Regions from separate parts of the Ovis aries genome. Here region 1 is linked to region 2. Evidence: chromatin contacts called from public Hi-C data. All regions are on one chromosome and are shown on one strand. Each heading gives the region's core, a stretch centred on a gene start, on an enhancer-like site or on the middle of the called end of the contact. The rest is flanking DNA. Distances are from core to core; before and after follow the strand shown. Region 1 holds the start of LSM10 (LSM10, U7 small nuclear RNA associated). Region 2 holds the start of TRAPPC3 (trafficking protein particle complex subunit 3).

Region 1 (3,583 bases), core at 101-2,600, 190 kb before region 2:
ATGTACATGGAGATCATTAGTAACTTTTCAAGAGAAGTTAATGTGAGTAAAACTAAAAACACTCTTGAGAAGAAGCCAGATTACAGTGAGTTGAGTGAGTAGGTGAAAGCCCTCAGGATAGAGCAGCTGTTCTCAAATTTTCAGTCTCAAAACCCTTTTGTACTCTTTAAAAATTACTGAAAGCTAAAGTATTTGTTTATGTGGGATATATATATATAGTAATCACATATATATGAAATTGAGATAAGATTTTAATATTAATTCCCTTTTAAATAACAATAACAGACCCATTATCATATTTTTATTTTAAAATAACTATATATTTTTTTAATTTGGTGAGAAGAGTGACACTGCTTTATATTTTTGCAAATCTGTTCAATGTCTGTCCTACTAGAAGACAGATTCTCATGTCTGCTTCTGCGTTCAGCCCACTGTGCTATGTTGGTTTGGCTGAAGTAGGGGAAGAAATGGATAAGGAAATGGCACTGCACTCCAGTATTCTTGCCTGAGAAGCAGTATGGACAGAGGAGCCTGGCGGGCTACAGGTTGCAAGAGTCCGACACGACTTAGCAACTACACCACCACCACCACCACCACAAGAAGAAGAAAATCCAGTCTCACGTAGAAATGGGATTGGAAAAAGAACTCCCAATTGCAGAATCACTGATATAGAGGCCTCTCCTGAGAAGTTCAGCTGTGGAAGGTAGGAAAACAGCGTAGCTGCCAGGGAGGAGAAAGACATTTTCTATTTTTAGAATAAGAAGAGGCCAGCTGTGGTGAAGGATGAAAAAGGGATGGTTTCTGAGAGAGGTTGAAACCTGTAAACGAGAGGGTAAAGGAACGACCTAGGCCTAAGTCATGGGGCTGCTCCAGTGTGCCAGGTGCTGTCACACATTAATGAAGGTCACTCAAACCTTGAAGGGGCGTGGCCCAGATGGTAAAGAGGTGAAAATCAAAGTCGCTCAGTCGTGTCCGACTCTGCTACCCCACGGGCTGTAGCCTGCCACTCTCCTCTGTCCGTGGGATTCTCCAGGCAAGAATACTGGAGTGAGTTGCCAGAAGGGGATCTTCCCAACCCAGGGTTCGAACCCAGGTCTCCTCCATTGCAGGATGGACTCTTTACCGACTGAGCCGCCAGGGAAGCTATTGTTTCATTTGCTGAATGAAAGAATGACTCCAAAGAAGAGAATCCAGCGACGTCGGTCGGGCAGCAGGAGGGCGTCTCGAGCCCGCGAGGCATTCTGGGGATTGTAGTTCCGGGCCCGCCGCGGGGGACGCCAGCTCTGCGCTCTGCCGCGCTCTCGACGCTCCGGAAGGACCGAGCGGCCCCGCGGTTGCCTTGGCGTCCTAATCCGGCAGCGAGAGGGAGGCCGCCCGGCTAGGCGCCCGCTAGTTTCGGCGGCGACGTGCAGCGGGACAGCGGAAGGAACTCGCGCGGCGGGCCTGGGGAGCCAGGGGCGGAGCGCGAGCGAGCCTGGAACCACGGAGGCGGCGGGAGCGGGGCCAGCGTCTTCCTCCCGGTTGCTGAGCTTAGCTCCTCTTCCCAAGCCCACTCCCACGCTCTGTGAGTAAAGGGTCGTCACCATCCCCACTCTAGCGACTGTCTAACAGGTTTGAAGAAGCCAAGTGGCTTTCTCGAGGTCGACACTCTAAGGAAGTAACCGAGCCCCGTCCTCCGGCCCAGACCTGCCTCTTTGCAGTCACTGTGCTCCCCGAAACCCCCGTTTGAGCGGATATGCCTGGTGAAACCTGGGTGGGGTCGGTTAAGAGTCTTCCGGCCCAACTCCTAGCACCTTGTCAGTGGAGTGGGTAGCTAGCTTGTCACACTTCATGCCACCCTGCACAGCCCTATCGGGATCCTGAGTGAAGTCTTAAGAAATTCAAACACCTGGCACTCAAGGTCTGAAAATGGGGGGTGGGTAAGACATTATCCACCCCCCATTAATATAGCATCCGAGCGTGTTGAAAGCAAAGGAAGATACACTCAGCGTGGTGAGAACCTGTTAACTTCACCTGTTGGTTTAACAGACGGGGAAACAGGTTCAGAGACGTTAAGTAACTGGCCTAGGTCTACAGAGTGTGGGTGGAGTGGGGATTCCAACCTCCAAATTTCTCTGCCTTCAATACCTATGTGCCATATACGCTACCATTTCCTTTTTTTACAGTTGTCTAAATTCCTGGTTACATAGCTGCAGCATCGGGTGGACCAGTCATTCTCAGTGGGCCCTAAACCAGCAATATCAGCATCAGCTGAGAATATGTTAGAAATGCACATTCTTGGGCTCCACCTCAAACGGACTGAGTTAGAAAGGCCGGGGTGGTGGTGGTGGGGTGGGGGCGGGTCATTTAACCCCTCCTGCAGGTGATTCTGATGCACACTAATGTCTGAAAACTGGTGAAGCGATTCATCTAGGGGTCATGTTAAAATGCAGCTTCTTTCGGTAGATCTGGGGAAAGCCTGGAGATTCTGCATTCCAAAACAAGTACCTGGGTGATGCTGAAACTGCTGGTCCACAGACCATATTTTGAGCAGCAAGGGTGTAAACTACACTTTAGAGGAGTGGTTCTCAAACTCCTTGTCTATGCATTGTCTCTGCGTTTAGATGCACATTAGAATTACCTGGGGAGCTTTTACAGAATAGGGTACCTGGGCCCCACCCCTGACCAAATGAATCAGAACCTCTGGGTGTGGCGACCAGAAACTCACTGCGTGATTCTCACAATGAGGGTTCAGAACCCTTGGTGTCGGAATTGGAGCTGGGCAGCCATGGATTCGAATCCCAGCACCTTGGGCCAGTTACTTAACATCTCCTGGCCCAATTTTCCTTGTTTATAAAGTGAGTGTAAGTGATCCTTGGTTTGCAAGGTGTTGTGAGGATTCTATAAGGTGTGTCCAAGAAAGCACCTAAGGGCACTCTGTAGGCATAAAAATTGAGGAGGTGGACAGAGTTAGGGAAGTCTGGGCTGGGGACTTTGTGCTAAAAGCTGACATCAGTGAGTTAGCACCCATACTCCTTAGCCTGCTTCAGCTCCCCTGTGTGTGCCCCTCCCAGAGCAAGCGTGGAAGAATGGAGGTGAGCCACTCGGTGAAGGAGCGGACCATCTCCGAGAACAGCCTGATCATCCTGCTGCAGGGCCTCCAGGGCCAGGTCACCACCGTGGACCTGCGGGATGAGAGCGTGGCCCACGGACGCATAGACAACGTCGATGCTTTCATGAACATCCGCCTGGCCCAGGTCACCTACACAGACCGTTGGGGGCATCAGGTGGAGCTGGACGACCTCTTCGTGACAGGCCGGAACGTCCGTTACGTCCACATCCCCGACAACGTGAACATTACCGCAACCATTGAGCAGCAGCTGCAGGTCATCCATCGGGTGCGTTACTTTGGCAGCAAGGGGCAAGGCCGGCAGGAATTTCCCTCCAAAAACTCTTAAGTAAGCCTGTCCTGGTCCCCACTCAGGTTCCTGCAGACTTCTTCTGAGCCAAAGCCTGCTCTCCCTGCCCACCCAGAACCTGGGAGGGGAGCAGGACCAGCCCAGAAGCTGGTGTCTGACAGACGTCACCTGTCACAGTTGCCTTT
Region 2 (3,225 bases), core at 253-2,752:
TGGGGTCGAGCGGCTGGCTGTGACTGTGACTCAGGTTTCTGTGGGCAGCCAAGGGCAGCCGGCAGGGAGGAGCCCAGACCAACAGACAGGCCAGCCAACTGCAGCTTTCACCTCAGCTGTCCTCTCTCCTGGGAATGCAGGAGGTTCTTCTCTAACTTTGCTGGCCTCTGAGGGCTAGCCCACCCCTGCTCTCTCATCCCCACCCCCAACTGACCCTCATGTTCCTTCCCAGAGCCCTCAGCCCAGGCACTGACACAGGACAGAGTCAAAGGTCACTGCCTCTAGAGAGTCCCCAGCATGTCTGTGCCACAGGAGAAGAGTAAAATAATAATTGGTTCTGCACCGAGAGGGACAGACTGGGGGAATCTTGGGTACTGGTTTTCAGGCTGAGCAGCTTGGGCCCCCCAGCCTTCCCCAGCCAGGATGGCTCAAGTCTGGTCGGGCTGGTTGTCATGGTGAAGACTAGGGGCTAGAATGCAGCTGCCAGAGTCAGGCTACCAGGCCTAAATCAGAAGACGGGGCTCAGGGACTCAGCACAGTCCTCTCAGAACTGACTAGCCAGGCAGGGATGGTTGGAGCTGAAACCAAAGAACTATGGTCAGGGACGGTAGGACTTCCCTTTGGTGATGGGTGAGGGTGTGGCCCGCTCATTCCCCTCGTATTTCTGGGGCCTGTTTGCAGGGCTGTGCTTTCAGAGTGGCTGAAAGAAAGGGAATGCACGTTTACTTTGTGCCAAGTGCTCTGCATACATGTCTCACCGACCTTCACAACAACCAAGAGAGCCAGCAATTTGCCTAAAATGGCAAAGCTAGGATTAAAATCCAGAACCGGCTGCTACCAACGTGATCTTTCTTTTCTGGGAACCAGTCTTGTTCTAGGGAAGAGAGAGGGAGAAATTGACCTGAACTTTATCAGACTGGATATTTCATCAGGAAGCCACGGTGGTAGGATGCAGGTGCTCGCTGCCTTTGGGGTTTGGGGACAGATGACGGTTCGAAGAGAAAGTCACTGGTGAAATACTTGTCACATAGTAGGTGGTCATCAAATATTTTTGTAAAGCAGCAGCCAGATCTGTGTAGGAGCCATGGCCAATTTTCTGGGACATCCTGGGAGCTTCTGCCTCTGAATTGCAGCAACAGCGGAAGAAGCTAGTTTGAAAGAGGGACTTTCCAAGACCATCCCTGGCGGGAGGAATTTGCGGAGCATCAGAGTGACGATTAGGCAGGGTGGGAAAGAACTGTGTGGATGATACAGGATTACTGCAAGCTGCGGACGCCACCCAGCGGCCATAAACCAGGCGATAGGGAGCCATGTTACAAGAGTCCTCTGTGCGCGGAGCATTCTGGGAGTTGTAGTCGGGCTGCACTAAGGGGCGGTGTTGCCAGTGGGGCTGTTGGGTGCTGTGGTCCGGCGTTTATTGGGCGGGAAGAACCCTCGTCTGCCGGACTACGAATCCCGTGGTGCCCCGCGGCCAGCTGCGCAGGCGCGGTGAGTCGGTGCCGGTCAATCCTTAACGCTGAGGGGGCAGCGAGCTGGGTCGAGCAGTGTTGGGAGGGGTTGCCGAGTGGGTCTGTGGCGAGGCAGGGTAAGGCGGCTGGCACCATGTCGAGGCAGGCGAACCGTGGCACCGAGAGCAAGAAAATGGTAACCGGAGCGTGTGACCTCGGCGGGTGGGGCGGAATGGAGGTGTTCTGGGGAAGGGGCCCAGCGCGGGGTGCAAGTCTCAACTGGAAAGGCGCCTTCTACCAGCCCTGGGAGGGAGTGGTTCCGCTGGAGGGAAGAAAGGGGCTCATTGGTGGGTCGAGAGCGGAGACTAGCTCTGGGAGCGTGCCGGGTGCGGGGCAGGTTGGAGGGCCGCTGGAGGAGCTCGAAGACCTCTTCCCCCGCCACCTGAGTGCGATTGGGTACGAGACCAACAACGACGGCGACGATAATAGTAGCTCCCACTGTTGCTCTCTTGCTGCATTAGGCGCTGGGCCAAGCACTTTACGTCTATTATCTCATTTAACCAGCAAAATAACTCGTCAGGTGGATGATAAAATCGCCGTTTCAAAACTCAGAGGTTGCATAACTTGCCCCTATTTACAGCTAAGACGAGTTAGGATTTGAACCCGTGTCTCTCTGACTTCAAAGCTAATGCTTCAGACTACTGGACTATAATGTCTCCCACATTGTGCCGTGGGCATTGTGAGATGCTCAGGTACTGATTTAACCAGAAAGCAAGAGAGTAAGGGGGTGGGCCAGAGTAGACCGTAAGTGGTCCCCCTCTGGTGAAGGTGGACAGGCTCCTTTCTTGTCCTGGAAATAGTAGGACACCATCTATCCTAGAAAGTTTGGCTGCCGATGGGGGCTGGCCTGGAAAGTAAAGTGGATGATGTTTTTCTCCAAACTAAGGGGATTTCTTGACAGGTGTTTCTTTTCTTTGGCATCTTCTTACTTCCTCTAGAATTGCCCATTTGTCTTTATTTTCTGATTTACAAACTGAGTTATTGAAGGTCGCATGCAGGGCAGATCTGCGGCCTTTTGTTGACACTCAGCTCTACAAAAGATGACAACTTCCATTACACCTTTGTATCTTATACCAGGAACAGCCACCAAATATGGGCAGCAGGAGGCCCTGTTACTCCAGAGTAGTACTGTACTTTTCCTCTGTCGGATCTCTTTGAAAAGTAGATAATAGCTGTGGACCTCCCCAGGAATAGTAAATAGACAAACATAAACAGACATTTACTTACATTTAGGGGGAACTTGTGGGCCCCCGAAAATACTCTGTGAATCATAGGTTAAGAATTCCTGTTTTGGAGGAAATAAGAAGAAAAAGGAAGAAGAGTGTTTTGCTAGGCAGCAGTGTCATGCAGGTTAGCGGTCCCCAACCTTTTTGGAGTTAGGAACCAGTTTCATGGAGGCCAGTTTTCCATGGGGCGTGGGGTGCAGGTGATTTGGGGATGGTTCAAGCGCGTTACATAATTGTGCACTTTATTTCTGTTACTACATCAGCTCCACCTCAGATCATCAGGCCTTAGATCCCAGAGGTTGGTGACCCCTGATGTATTGTAAAAAGCATGGATATTTGTTGGAATCCTGATTGGTCCTCAGTTTACTTATCTATACAATGGGGAAATAATGCCTTTCTAGGATTAAGTGAGATAACAGTGTAAAATGCAAGGGACATCATATATGTTTATTTTCCTCTCCTTTTCCTCTGTGAGCAGATATCAGAAGTTT

Evidence for each region. Hi-C and Micro-C count contacts between places; a contact is called where the count stands out from the background.
Region 1: a contact with region 2 is called in a Hi-C map of muscle, with 2.7 times the contacts expected there. The contact joins the promoter of LSM10 here to the promoter of TRAPPC3 in region 2. A contact is called at or near these places in 2 of 16 Hi-C or Micro-C datasets (hypothalamus and muscle).

Annotation. Positions count from the first base shown.
Region 1 is chr1:11,244,343-11,247,925 of ARS-UI_Ramb_v3.0, reverse strand. LSM10 (LSM10, U7 small nuclear RNA associated) reads left to right here and starts at 1,350. Exons shown (of 2, transcript XM_004001804.6): 1 at 1,350-1,564; 2 at 3,054-3,583. The coding sequence starts at 3,069. The coding sequence ends at 3,437. It overlaps LOC132657390 (a long non-coding RNA gene), which reads right to left and starts at 1,413. Exons shown (of 2, transcript XR_009595478.1): 1 at 1-1,413.
Region 2 is chr1:11,052,660-11,055,884 of ARS-UI_Ramb_v3.0, reverse strand. It overlaps TRAPPC3 (trafficking protein particle complex subunit 3), which reads left to right and starts at 1,502. Exons shown (of 6, transcript XM_042245486.2): 1 at 1,502-1,644.